Regions from separate parts of the Gasterosteus aculeatus genome. Here region 2 is linked to region 1. Evidence: chromatin contacts called from public Hi-C data. All regions are on one chromosome and are shown on one strand. The core of a region is the stretch at or near the end of the contact, and the rest is flanking DNA. Distances in the headings are between cores, read along the strand shown.

Region 1 (5,845 bases), core at 1,932-4,431:
TGACAGCGATTTGTCAGTATGGCTGTACAATCTCAGTTGGAGGCTCCAGCTGTACCGTTACCACAGCTGTCCTATGCGCTGAATGCAGCAGTTACTTCGACGGGTTTCTGTCGCGGTAAAAAAGGACTATGCAGTAAATACTGAGTGATCCAAGATCGACTTACATGAGGGAGGAGAGATGGTGTGAAAGTGAGACCTTTGTGATGTCGGGGGATGAGGCCGACAGCAATAGGGAGACGGACATACAGAGAACTAGGACTCAATAGGATAATTTCAGAGCGACAGACGGACGGATGGACAAACAGAGATACCAGACCTCCAGACAGACACCAATATACACAGTTAAAAACATGTGAGCCTCTGTGTGGCTGCGCAGTGACACTTTGGTGTGATGTGATGGGTGTGAATGTGCACTGTGGATCCCACCAAAGAGGCTAAAGAAGCTCAACACGGTGATATAAAATGGAGAAATGGGGTTAAAATATCTTTTGGGGGAGATTGGACACCTGTTAAGTAACAAAAACACAGATGACAGCAAAATCCCAGGCGTGGCCCTGGCAGACCTTCGCAAGGCTTTCAACGTGAGCTAGCCAGCAGCTAACGACGCTAACGGCGCTGACTGAGCTAACTGTTTAGCTCTGCGTGGAGAACTAGAGAATGCCACAGTGGGCTACAGAAAGGTGAAACAACCAATGCTCTACATATAACTACATCTGCGTGTGAATAGCATGAATGTTACATGGCTTTATTGAGGCCTTTAGCAATACAAAGCACAGTATATAGTATTTAGAGTATATACTATAGGCTAACGCTATGAATGATAAGTGTAGAAAAATGTTTTACCCCAATTTTAAGTACGTTTTAATTGGATTCGTGGTTTGATATTCATCTTAAGATAACAGGTTTTGAACTAGTCAGCTGTTTCTGGTCTTCATGCGTAGCTAAGCAAAGCCAACAGGCTGCTGACGGTGTAGTTTCATAGAAATGTGTGTCATAAACTCTCCACAATTTCTGTGCAAGAAAACTAACGAGCGCATTTCTCCCTTAACAAATGTCTATCATTCGGCAGGAAAAGTGTACGTCATCCGCCAGGGACAAGCGGAGGATGTTGGTGTCTGCATTCTCACTGCTGAACAGGTACTTTCCAGGTGAATCAATCAGCTGTATTTGTGTTACAGTTCTAGATCCCAATGAGGCCAACTGGCTTGCACACATTCATGTGGGATTACATCTTCCGCAGTGAAAAGATGATGCTGAGTGTTTGGCCCCGCTGAGCAGAGATGAATGAGATGTAAGGTTAATCCTCACGGGTCTATGGGAGAGGCTCAAACATGAATTCACTTAGCGTCACATTTCTTCATCTGGGTGTCGTCCAAATATGTGTTATTTGGTGCTTTGCTTGATACTTTATCGGGACAGTCAGTTTGGTCCGGTTTTAATTTACTCCAACGCACTCACTCTGACACACACACACACACATAAGAGTACACACACCTGTGCGCTTGCTGATGACCTCCACCATGGTGGAAGGGAAGTAGCCCACGCGGTCATTTCCTGTTCGGTTGTCATGGATACAGCCTTTCCAGCGACCGTCGGGGTGCTGCTCCAGAACCTGTCAGGTAGGCAGGTTCACCACTATAATATTAAGTTTCATCTATTCTTAGCATTGCAAAAGTTACTGAAAGACAACTATAATTGAACCATTTTTTCCAGAGTTTGAAATGATTTAACTTGTCAGACACAAAGACAAAACTGTTTTTTGGAGCTGTCTAAAATGTTCTGTCAGACCGCAGCGAAGCCAAATTATTCACTCAGACCTCACGGGAGAAAGCACAGGCACCGCTTGGCTTCCTAATTACAGTAAGAAGTACCTAAAGACTGTATGGACGCTCATAAATATTCACAAGCGGTGGGTGCAAAGGAATTCAACACCCTAATTTATAAAAATGTCTTTGTAAAATATATGCATGGTAAATGAGGGAAGCTGAAACCCCTCAATCTTGCGTATTCATTAGTAATCGCATCGAACACAGTGACAGCACATTAAAAATACCTGCAATTTGGTTGTCAGGGCGATGATAAAACAACCACCACACTTTTTTGTGATTCCTTTATCCAAACACTCAAAAACTGTAGAACAGAAGCCCTACAATACAAGGGAGAAAACGTGCTATATTCTACAATCTCTATTTCTAACAGTGCAGATTTATATGTTTTATTATCAGTGTCAACCCGATGTGTTAAATAGGACTTAAAGCAGGCTAGTTCAAAATTCTTTATGGACTAAAAACACAAGCTACATATTCCGTGTGTAGGCGATTCAAACTCACGGATGCTTATCCTGCCAAAATGTTTCCATTACATTGGAGAAAACTCTTATTTTATACACCAACTCTGAAAGTGGATCACTTTTCCCTCAGGGCTTCCATATGCAGAATGCTGCCTGCAGGAATATTGTCACCAGGTCCACATACTGTCTCATCTCTTCAGGTTAATTTGCCACAGTTGAGCACAATCTGTAGCTGACACATGACACCATGCGGGGTCCGGGGACCGGAAGGAGAATCGGCCATTAATTAGCAGCACATTATTCCATGAGAAAATCAAATGGTGTGTAAAATGTCACAGCGGATGAAATGTCCATCACAGCTTTACATCAGACCTACAGAGGGAAAAAAATGTAACCAATAGTTACATTCGTGAAACTAGATTGAATCGCTTTTTGGGAGTTTCTACGCGTGTAGGTTCAGGTATAACATGAACTGAATAATCAGCTCTGGTTGCACATCTATGCCTTCTGAGCAGTCATTAGGGAGGTCTTCATTAAAAAAATAAAACTGAGAAGAAAAATACAAAAAAATCACACTGAAAAACACTGAAACTGGCCATTGTGTGTGTTTGTGCGTGTGTGTTACCGTAATGACGTCTCCTGCTTTGATGTTGAGGCTGGTCAGGTCGTAGTTGTTGCAGTAATCCTTCAGAGCCCGAACCTGGAGGGCCGCTGATGCATCTGCAGCGCAGCGGGAGACAGCAAATACCCACCACATTAAATCAATCACTACGGGTAAAAATAAGTGTCTCTCATAGTTGGTAACGGCGTCCCTGAATCCCCGCACAGGAGTATGATGGTCTAATCACATTAAACACTGTAACAGAGTTTTCAAACTACCTGCAATTTGGTTGTCAGGGCGATGATAAGATAACCAAACACTGCAGAACAGAAGCAGCACGATCAATGAGCGGTGATTGACAGCTGCGTCAGGCTCTGATTTTGTTGTTATGAAAGGAAACAACTTCCTCTTTACATCAAAACTATGACTTCAAAGCAATACCTTTCAATATTACATACTAACCTCATCATCGTCTCTTACCAAATGGAATTATGTACATATTTTGTTCTGTATATATCTGTGTATGTAATAAAAAGAAAAAAGATTGGGGAATCACTCCCCCTTCCATTCACCCATGCATGCATCAATCCATCCATCTATGCGTCCATCCATAAATCCACCATTCAATCCATCCATCCGTTTGTGTTTCCATCCAGCCATCCATCTATGGACTAATAATCCATTATTCCATCCATCCATGCGTCGTACCCCTCAGCAGTTGTTTGATCTCTCTGCTGGCCTGTGTTGCAGAGAACTGGTATACGATGTCGAGTGCAGTCTGGCTGTAGGTGTTTCTCACCGTGGCATTGATGCCACTCTGTTGAAGAGAAAAGAATAGATGTGGGACAGTTTGTCGACTTTCAAATGACTTCAAAAGTAAGTTGGTTTCATGTGGACCTCAAGTAAAAGATCTGAGAGTGAAAACATAGAGGACGTTTTCCTTTGTGTTCCACATCACACGGTGTCCAGTAAATGTGTCTTCATACTAATTAGACACCGAGGGGATGTTGTGTAGCACTAATAGTAAAATAATAACAGGAATCAGACACTCAACACATGTAATACTTCCTAAGGAACCCTGTATAGGAATATTTTGTCTGTTTACACAATAAGAGTAAAAATCTTTCTCTGACGCAAAAATCACATTTATAAAATATTACACTTATTATATTTTTTTACGTAGTGGAGACAGCAGTTACATTCGGGGGAGGTTTCGGCCTTGATGGGGCCCGTCTTAGATCATAACGGCCCATAAAGCAGAACCCGGGCGGTCAGTGAAGTTCCGCTCACCTCCAGCAGGAGTCTCACGGCCTCAGTCTTTCCACACAGGGCGGCTTCGTGCAGGGCAGTGCCCGCTTTGGTCTGTCGGTTGATGTCGATTCCCGCCTGGATCAAGAGTCTGACAGCAGAGGGCAGAAGAGAGGACGAAGGGGATGGTGGAGGGAGGGGGGGGGGGGGGTCAAAGGTCACACAGGGATGTGGAGGGGAGAGGAGTTGAATGAGGTGGAGTGGAGAAGGAGGAAAGTGAAGTCGTGGTACACTGCGCCTGATCTAAAGGATACAGCTGGCAAATGACTAAAGTAGACCATTTCTCAAAACGTCTCTGCTCAAAACCCATTTGTTAAGTCTTACATTTAAAATGAAAAAGAATGAAAATATCCTTGGTGGTTTAAACAGCCGGGCATTGTAGTTTTTAGCAAACAATGTAAAAATAGTGTGTTTGTTGAGGGACAAGCTGCGGATTAACACTCGTCCCGCAGCTTCAGTGAATTGGAATTATTGGGTTACAGATTGAAACAAAACATGGATTAAATTAACTTCACTGGCTTGTGTCATTAATTAACTTGGTAATGAGCGTTCTCCTCAGTAAAAGGTCAGGGCTTCTTTCTCTCGCTCACACTAACTTTTCTGTGTGTGTGTTTGTGTGAGGAAGAAGTCAGGAAGTGCATCGCCTGCACATTCAGGCCTTAAAACACACGTGTGGATCAATCCAGAACCAGAACCATACTTTCAATGACACGGTGAGGAAGGCTGAAAAGATCAGAATGACATGTGGCAGCTGTCAAAGAGAAGCTGCCGCTTTTCGTCATCCTCCAGCTTCCACTGACTTGTAGTCAGTATGTGTGTGTGTGTCTGTGTGTGTGTGTGTGTGAGTGTTCCGCAGCCTGCCAGCCGTGCCTAATGAGCATCATCAATCAGCATCACTTCTAGAGAAGCAGACTCTGCACTTTCCGTACGACAGAGTTCCATCTGTAAATGTGCAGCGGGTTGAGTGTATTTATGAGTATGTGACTGATGCGTCATCGCTCGTTGTTCATACGCCTAATTGGATCTCAGGGTTCCGCTGCTGTGTTGTGTATCGGTTTTCTTAACAAGCTCAGGAGGACATTTAAACCCAGTGACTGAGGTGTGTGTGTGTGTGTGTGTGTGTGTGTGTGTGTGAGAGGGATGAACCTCTGCGTGTGTTGACCTGATACCTGATAATGTCTATGTGTCCATTCTTGGCGGCCAGGTGGAGCGGAGACGTCCCGTTGGGGTCGTTGGTGTCTCCTTTTTTGGGCTCCAGCAAGGCAGCACACATATTGCTGGACAGCAACAACTGCACCACCTACACACACACACACACACACACACACATTTGAACACGTCTTCAGACTGTCTTGAGGCGGTTTCTTGACGGACGACTAACAGCTTGGTTCTTACCCCGACTCTGCCGAACTCGCAGGCCAGGTCCAGAGGTGTTTTACCCGCGTTGTCCACAATGCACGGGTTGGACTGGTGCTGCAGCAGCATCTCCGACTGGACACACACACACACACACACACACACACAGTAAAAGAGAATCCCTCCCTGTACAATGGTCCTTAGAGGAGGCCTGTGACATCAAGTCAAAGGAAAAGCTCGGTTAAAGTGGATAACGGACTTAGAAGGATAAATCCCCCCAATATGGAATT
Region 2 (5,845 bases), core at 1,538-4,037, 45 kb after region 1:
TTTGAATAAAAAGGTTTCGAAGAACTGAAATTTGCATGTCTGAGTGGTTATAAGTGCTATGCTTTGTTTACAGCTATAGAATGAATGCTAACGTCATATTATAGACTGTATAAGACGTGGACGGAGTCATCGTGTTGTCACCCATTGATTTGTGGACTGCTGTTTTCAAGCCTTGAGTTCAGAGTTTTGGCCTTTGCCATCTTATACGGGCCGTTGCCGTCTTTGTTTTTTGCAACCAATGGACAGAAGTTACAATATTGGGAATAGAGGAGACCGACGTTAGATGCGGCTTTGGTAGACCTGTCAATCACAGCATCGCGGTCCTGAAGCATGCTCTGCTTCCTTGTCTTTTCAGCGGTCCCCCACCACCGGGCAACGGACCTCCTGGAAGAGACTGAGCCTCGGCCTTCATGTCTCAAACTTGGAAGAAAAGAACATCAGCCAACAAAGAGGTGCTCAACAAATGACACAAAGCCGATATTGTTTGGCAGCCTGATTGGTGGATGTCTTACATGAGCCTACATCAAGCTACTTTTAAACTTTTGTGCTGAAAAAGGATTCCGCCGTAGTCCTAAAATAAAATGGTAGTCTTTACACATTTGAATGTCTTTCGGTGATTAGTTCTGTTGCTTGTCACCTGTCGTAATTATGTAATTATTGTATTTAAAGTGACACTTCAACATCTGCTACCAATCTGCTCAACCTGAGCGAATGAAAGAATTTAAGATTAGATTTCTACATAACATATCAGATTATATTTCATATTTAATGTCTATTTTATTTTTACAATCGAGTCCCTCTACAAACGTGTATAGTTTGCATATCCCAGACAAGTAGAGAAGGAAGAGCACAAAACAGTGTTTTTGACCTCAACTTTTATCCAGCCGGTCTTCTTTCTCTGTAAAACCACGGCTCTCCTCTCCATTGTGTTTGTATGTTTGTGTGCGTGTGTTTGTGCATGTACGTGTGGGCAGCGAGCAGTGCTTGCATGCCGCTCTCTGCCTCCTCCACATATCCAGTGCCTTATGTAAGAATACTGAGGAGTAGCTCATATGGTAGTGAGAGCGTATTTATAAATATGTCCCTCTGTTAAAGCAAAAGAAGCTCACTCGCCTGTAAAAATCTCAACCAAAATTGTACGTTCTGAGGGTTCGAGAGAAAAAGGTGCACGCCATGTTCACGTGCACACATACAACATTTCCACCTGATCAAACAAACAGGCAACAAGGCTGAGATCTTTTGAGATAAAGCCAACCTGCAACGCTTTAAATGACGAGTGCAAATGCACAACTATGAAAATGCTTTAATAGACACATTGTATGTAACATTGTCATACTTCATTAAGATTGATCAATAACACCTCTTTCCGTTTCCCATCAAAAGCAACTCTTTCTGGAGTGATTGGTCCTGATTGCATGTTGGTATGTAATTGATAAGGAGTTTTAATAATTAGTGTGTGCAGTGAAAGGAAATAGTAGTAACAATACACCTGAAACCACGTTCATTTCAAACTTGAGAGTCCCTCTTTCTAACAAGAGTTGAGATGAGCTGATGATGAGCTGAGATGATGCAGCTTGAGGCATCCAGAGCTACACACTGCCACCAAGTGGCTTGTTCGGTCCGTGTACGTTTTGATAGTCCCTTTTACCGTAAAAAAACAGTAAACGAAAACACTCGTTTTCTCGTTTTTCGTTTACATTGCTCCACCCACAAGACTCAACCAAATGATTAATCATGCCGCAAAAATGATCAAAAGTTTTACAGTAAAGATGAATCGGAAATTCATCAGAGAACCACTTTCAGAGACAGGCTGGTGTCTGACCTGAGTGGGACAGATGACGAGTCTCCAGGAACCTCAGACGCTGCTGAGAACCACAAGAATGTCCCATCAGGCGGCCAGACTGATGCCACATAAATAAGAATTGAATGTTTAACAATAATTTTCTCTTGGAAATAAAATGTCTCTGTGCAATCGAGAAGCTGCCCTAAAATCTGGCTTTGAGGTGGAACTAACATGGACACAATCAGTGATAACTTAAGGCAAATCTGACGGCAATAAAACTGAAGTAATTGTAATTGTGACACAGACCAACATTAGATATTCTCATCCTTTGACCTCTACGGGTTACATTCAGTATTGAAGTGTGACAAATAATGATGATATTTAAAGAAACCAAAAGTCCAACATTAAATACATCTGTAATAACCTTCATAAATAACGCAAACACAGTTAAATATAAGTAAATCTATGGTTTAAATACATGTTCGCACGTTTACTGTGCGTCTCCTTGAACTGTCTCTGCGCTGCCTTCACTGACACAATGCGAGGAAGATAAATATCTGATCCAAGAGCAACGAGTGTGCGTGTTGTCAACTACTGGTGCTAACACATCCCGTCGGTCCAGGACTATTTATTTATATCCATTGATTAACTTTTAACCGCTGGCATCGCAGACGGATTTCTAGCATACACAGGTTCCATTGCGTTGACTCTTACTGTGAAAATCGACGTACTTCCGGTTTAGTGGCTCCGGTTCGTATTTTCGTTTTATGGGCAAAACCGCAAAAGGGATTAACGGAGTAAAAAGTTGTGACTTTGTGTCGTTTTTTGGTTCTGAACGAAAAACGAGAAAACGACTGTCCACTTCCGTTTTACCGTTTTGGATTTAAAACGAGTGTTTTCGTTTTCTCGTTTTTACGGTAAAAGGGACTATCAAAACGTACACGGACCACGGTCCATCATGTATTTACGGGTTTCTACAGAGCACGTAAATGCACCACAGAGTCGCCCCTTCTCCGCGTCCCCGTCTCTGATTGGCCGAGCCGCACATCCATCACGGGGTCGCACGCAGTCGGACTGAGGGGTTGAAAAGGGCAGGAGCCTCGTATATTCAAATACTATCGGTTGCAGATTGTAACCCGACATAACACGCAAACTGGTGAGTATTACCGCGTTTTGTTTTTGTAAATAGTCGTTATTAGATTTTTGTAATATGACCGCCTTGCTTTCTGATGCATGACAAATCAATGCGCGCATTCAAGAGCTTTGCACGGCAAGATTATTCCCCGCGAGCTATCGCGTTAGTACTTGCGTGTTACCGTTAGCTAACGTTATCTCGTGGTGTTACAACCCAACGTGGGACATTAGCTGACGTTACTTTATCCCCAAAAGTAGTCTGCTCGGATACAACGCTGACGCGGTGGTTGCGGAACGGCCCTTAGCAACGGTAACGGGTCAAACCCGAGGTTATTCAGCTAGCTTAGCAACACGAGGAAGCTAATGTGGCGACTGTTGATAGTAGGAAGGAACGATGCGTTCCTCCTGTTCAGATCACGAGTGAGCCCATTAAATGCCATTGACCCCTGAATGACACCTCACACTTCTACGAGACATGTTTAATACAGTATAGTAAGGCTAATTTATTGATTACCCGTCCAGTTATCGCCTATATATTGTGGTTGCACATTGCTGCATGACATCTGCCTTTTGTTTGTTCCACTAACCCTCTTATTATTAAGTGTACAGCACTAAAACCTGTTGCCCTTCTAAAGTAGCCTGTATATTAACATCTTAAGTAATGAATAAGACGTTTTTAAAATGGAGTGCTCTAAAAAGTTTGTGAACGCTTTTAAAATGAAGAGACTAGATTTAGAACTCTAGTTAGAGCCGCTTGAAGCAATTCCAACGAGAGAAGCTACCTCAGAAGGTTAAGTTCTTCTGCTGTAGCGGAGAGAGTCGCCAAATGTAGCGGCAACGTGCACAGTGACCGCTCGCTCCCGGCTCCACGCAGACCGCGGGGACGCGCAATGAGCGCACCGGCAGCGTGCGCGCAGGTAGGAGGGAAGGTAGGAAGGTGGATAGGATGGATGGACTGCCTCAATAGTCGTGGGAGAACAATCCTTAATAAATTATTTTTTTTGTCTGATATTGAATCAATGTAATAAACTAATAACGCGTTTTGAAAGACTATTGAGTGACTGTAGAGTATTTTATCTGGTCCTCTACAGGATTAGGACAAGGCACGCGCTCTGTTAGGGAGGGAAATGTTGAACTCCATAACTCTTGATTTTGAAAAGCTTCTTCAAAGATTGGGATGTTATCCCGCTCTGTTTCATTCAAAACGAGAAGATACAGCTGCAGCAATGTTTGTGGAGACGATGCTGTGACTCTATCCAGCTGGAGGATGCCGCCTGGCCGTGAACCGGAAGTTCATGAAGAAAGTCCCATTAATCACATTCTGATGTATTTTACGTGAACAAGAACGTTGTGCCTCAGTTTGTGTTTGTTTGTAACTCCAACACAGCCAAAGATCCCAAGATGCGGTGTGAGAATACGGAGGTATTTAAGTAGTAATTATGCTTTCATCTGGAAAAAAACCCTGCTTTTATGTATAAGAAAGTGCTTCGGGGACTAACTAAAGGTCCCGTTCCTCGGCTGCAGGACGAGCTCAGCGCAGCGTGGGTGCCCAGGGATCCACTGCCTGAGTGCGGGGAGATCAGCATCCAAGACCCCGTCGACATGAACCACACCAAGGGCGGCCTGGTCATCTTCACCGCCAACTCGCACCCCTCCAGCCGCGAGATGGGCAAGAGGATCTCCGAGTGAGTCAGAGGGAATTTCATTGTTTCTGCTACAAGTAATCTACCAAAGCGACGCTATTTCCACCGTCAGCATCTGTCAGCAGTTTGATTTAATTTAGCAAATTCCCACCATGCTATTAGTAGTTTTTATTTAAATTCTATTTGGGATTGTATCGACTCAATAGTAGAAGTTAAAGTCGTGTGTGTGTGTGTGTGTGTGTGTGTGTGTTAAATAAATAACACGTTAAATGCTTTAAATAACAATAACAATGCTATAAGAAAGTACTTAGATATTAAATACTATATAGTACTCTAACCAGACATGAAACTAGCTAATTTACTAATGGAGTTCAGGGGTCAAGTAACTCTACATGAGCAGTTCCAGAAGAACCCCAAGCGGTTTTAATTTGTAAATGCCGAAGAGCGATTAAGTCCTCGAGCCAAAAATGACCCAAACCCCGAGTACAGCAGCGCTTTCTCTCCTTCTGTTCAACGGGAAACGACACCCAGCGTCTCGTAGCGAGTTGCAACAGCGGCTGTGTTTCATGGCGTTTATGTGTAACCGGAACATTCCCCAACAGTCGGGGGCACTGACGGGGACACTGACATTCCGTGTGAGCAGCTAACCGGCTGTAGCAGCAAACGTGTGTTTTCCATCGTAGATAATCGACGCCTGCTTTCTCCCAGCATTCCTTCGCTCTGCACAATGTAAACATACAAGCGTCCTCTTGACTCCTCCTCCTCTTTACTCCAGGCGGTTGGGGGTGGAGCTTGGCAAGGTGCAGGTGTACCAGGAGTCTAACAGAGGTGATTATTATTACTATTGTTCTCATTCTATTAAGAGAGCCTGTTATTGTGCCAGATGTTATCTGTCAAAAGAGACATTAAGAGACTTTCACTTCTTTTTTCTTCTTCACAAACTGGACGTAAGCTTTTATTTTTATTAGGATTGTTTCCTAATCTCGTTCCCTGGGAGGCACATTTCTGGAATGCTTGTATTTACAGCCCGGGGCGCATGGGAGGCACCGGGGGGGGGGGGGGGGGGGGGCTCTCATGTGAGGTGGGTTTCGCTCTCGCTGCTCCCGCCGTTCTCACGCTCCTTGTCTTTTGTTGTTTCCATAGAAACGCGGGTGCAGGTCCAAGAGTCGGTGCGAGGCAAAGATGTCTTCGTGATCCAAACGGTGTCCAAGTAAGGGAGGACCTCTGAAACGTGTCCCTGACACTACCGTGTCCCCCACCCTGACCCCCCCCCCTGCCCCTTCTC

Evidence for each region. Hi-C and Micro-C count contacts between places; a contact is called where the count stands out from the background.
Region 2: a contact with region 1 is called in a Hi-C map of skeletal muscle, with 8 times the contacts expected there. The contact joins the promoter of prpsap2 here to the enhancer-like site in region 1. A contact is called at or near these places in 3 of 6 Hi-C or Micro-C datasets (skeletal muscle and whole body).

Annotation. Positions count from the first base shown.
Region 1 is chr11:4,071,405-4,077,249 of fGasAcu3.hap1.1, forward strand. caskin1 (CASK interacting protein 1) reads right to left here. Exons shown (of 21, transcript XM_078084488.1): 5 at 5,595-5,690; 6 at 5,369-5,499; 7 at 4,182-4,290; 8 at 3,600-3,708; 9 at 2,916-3,010; 10 at 1,495-1,612. Among protein-coding and RNA genes, the nearest start is that of traf7, 33 kb to the left of the region's middle. Within about 2 kb of position 3,182, at least 1 of the 9 cell types and tissues checked has open chromatin away from gene starts, as enhancers often do.
Region 2 is chr11:4,116,858-4,122,702 of fGasAcu3.hap1.1, forward strand. It overlaps prpsap2 (phosphoribosyl pyrophosphate synthetase-associated protein 2), which reads left to right and starts at 2,788. Exons shown (of 12, transcript XM_040190343.2): 1 at 2,788-2,939; 2 at 4,305-4,339; 3 at 4,442-4,602; 4 at 5,336-5,388; 5 at 5,704-5,770. The coding sequence starts at 4,319.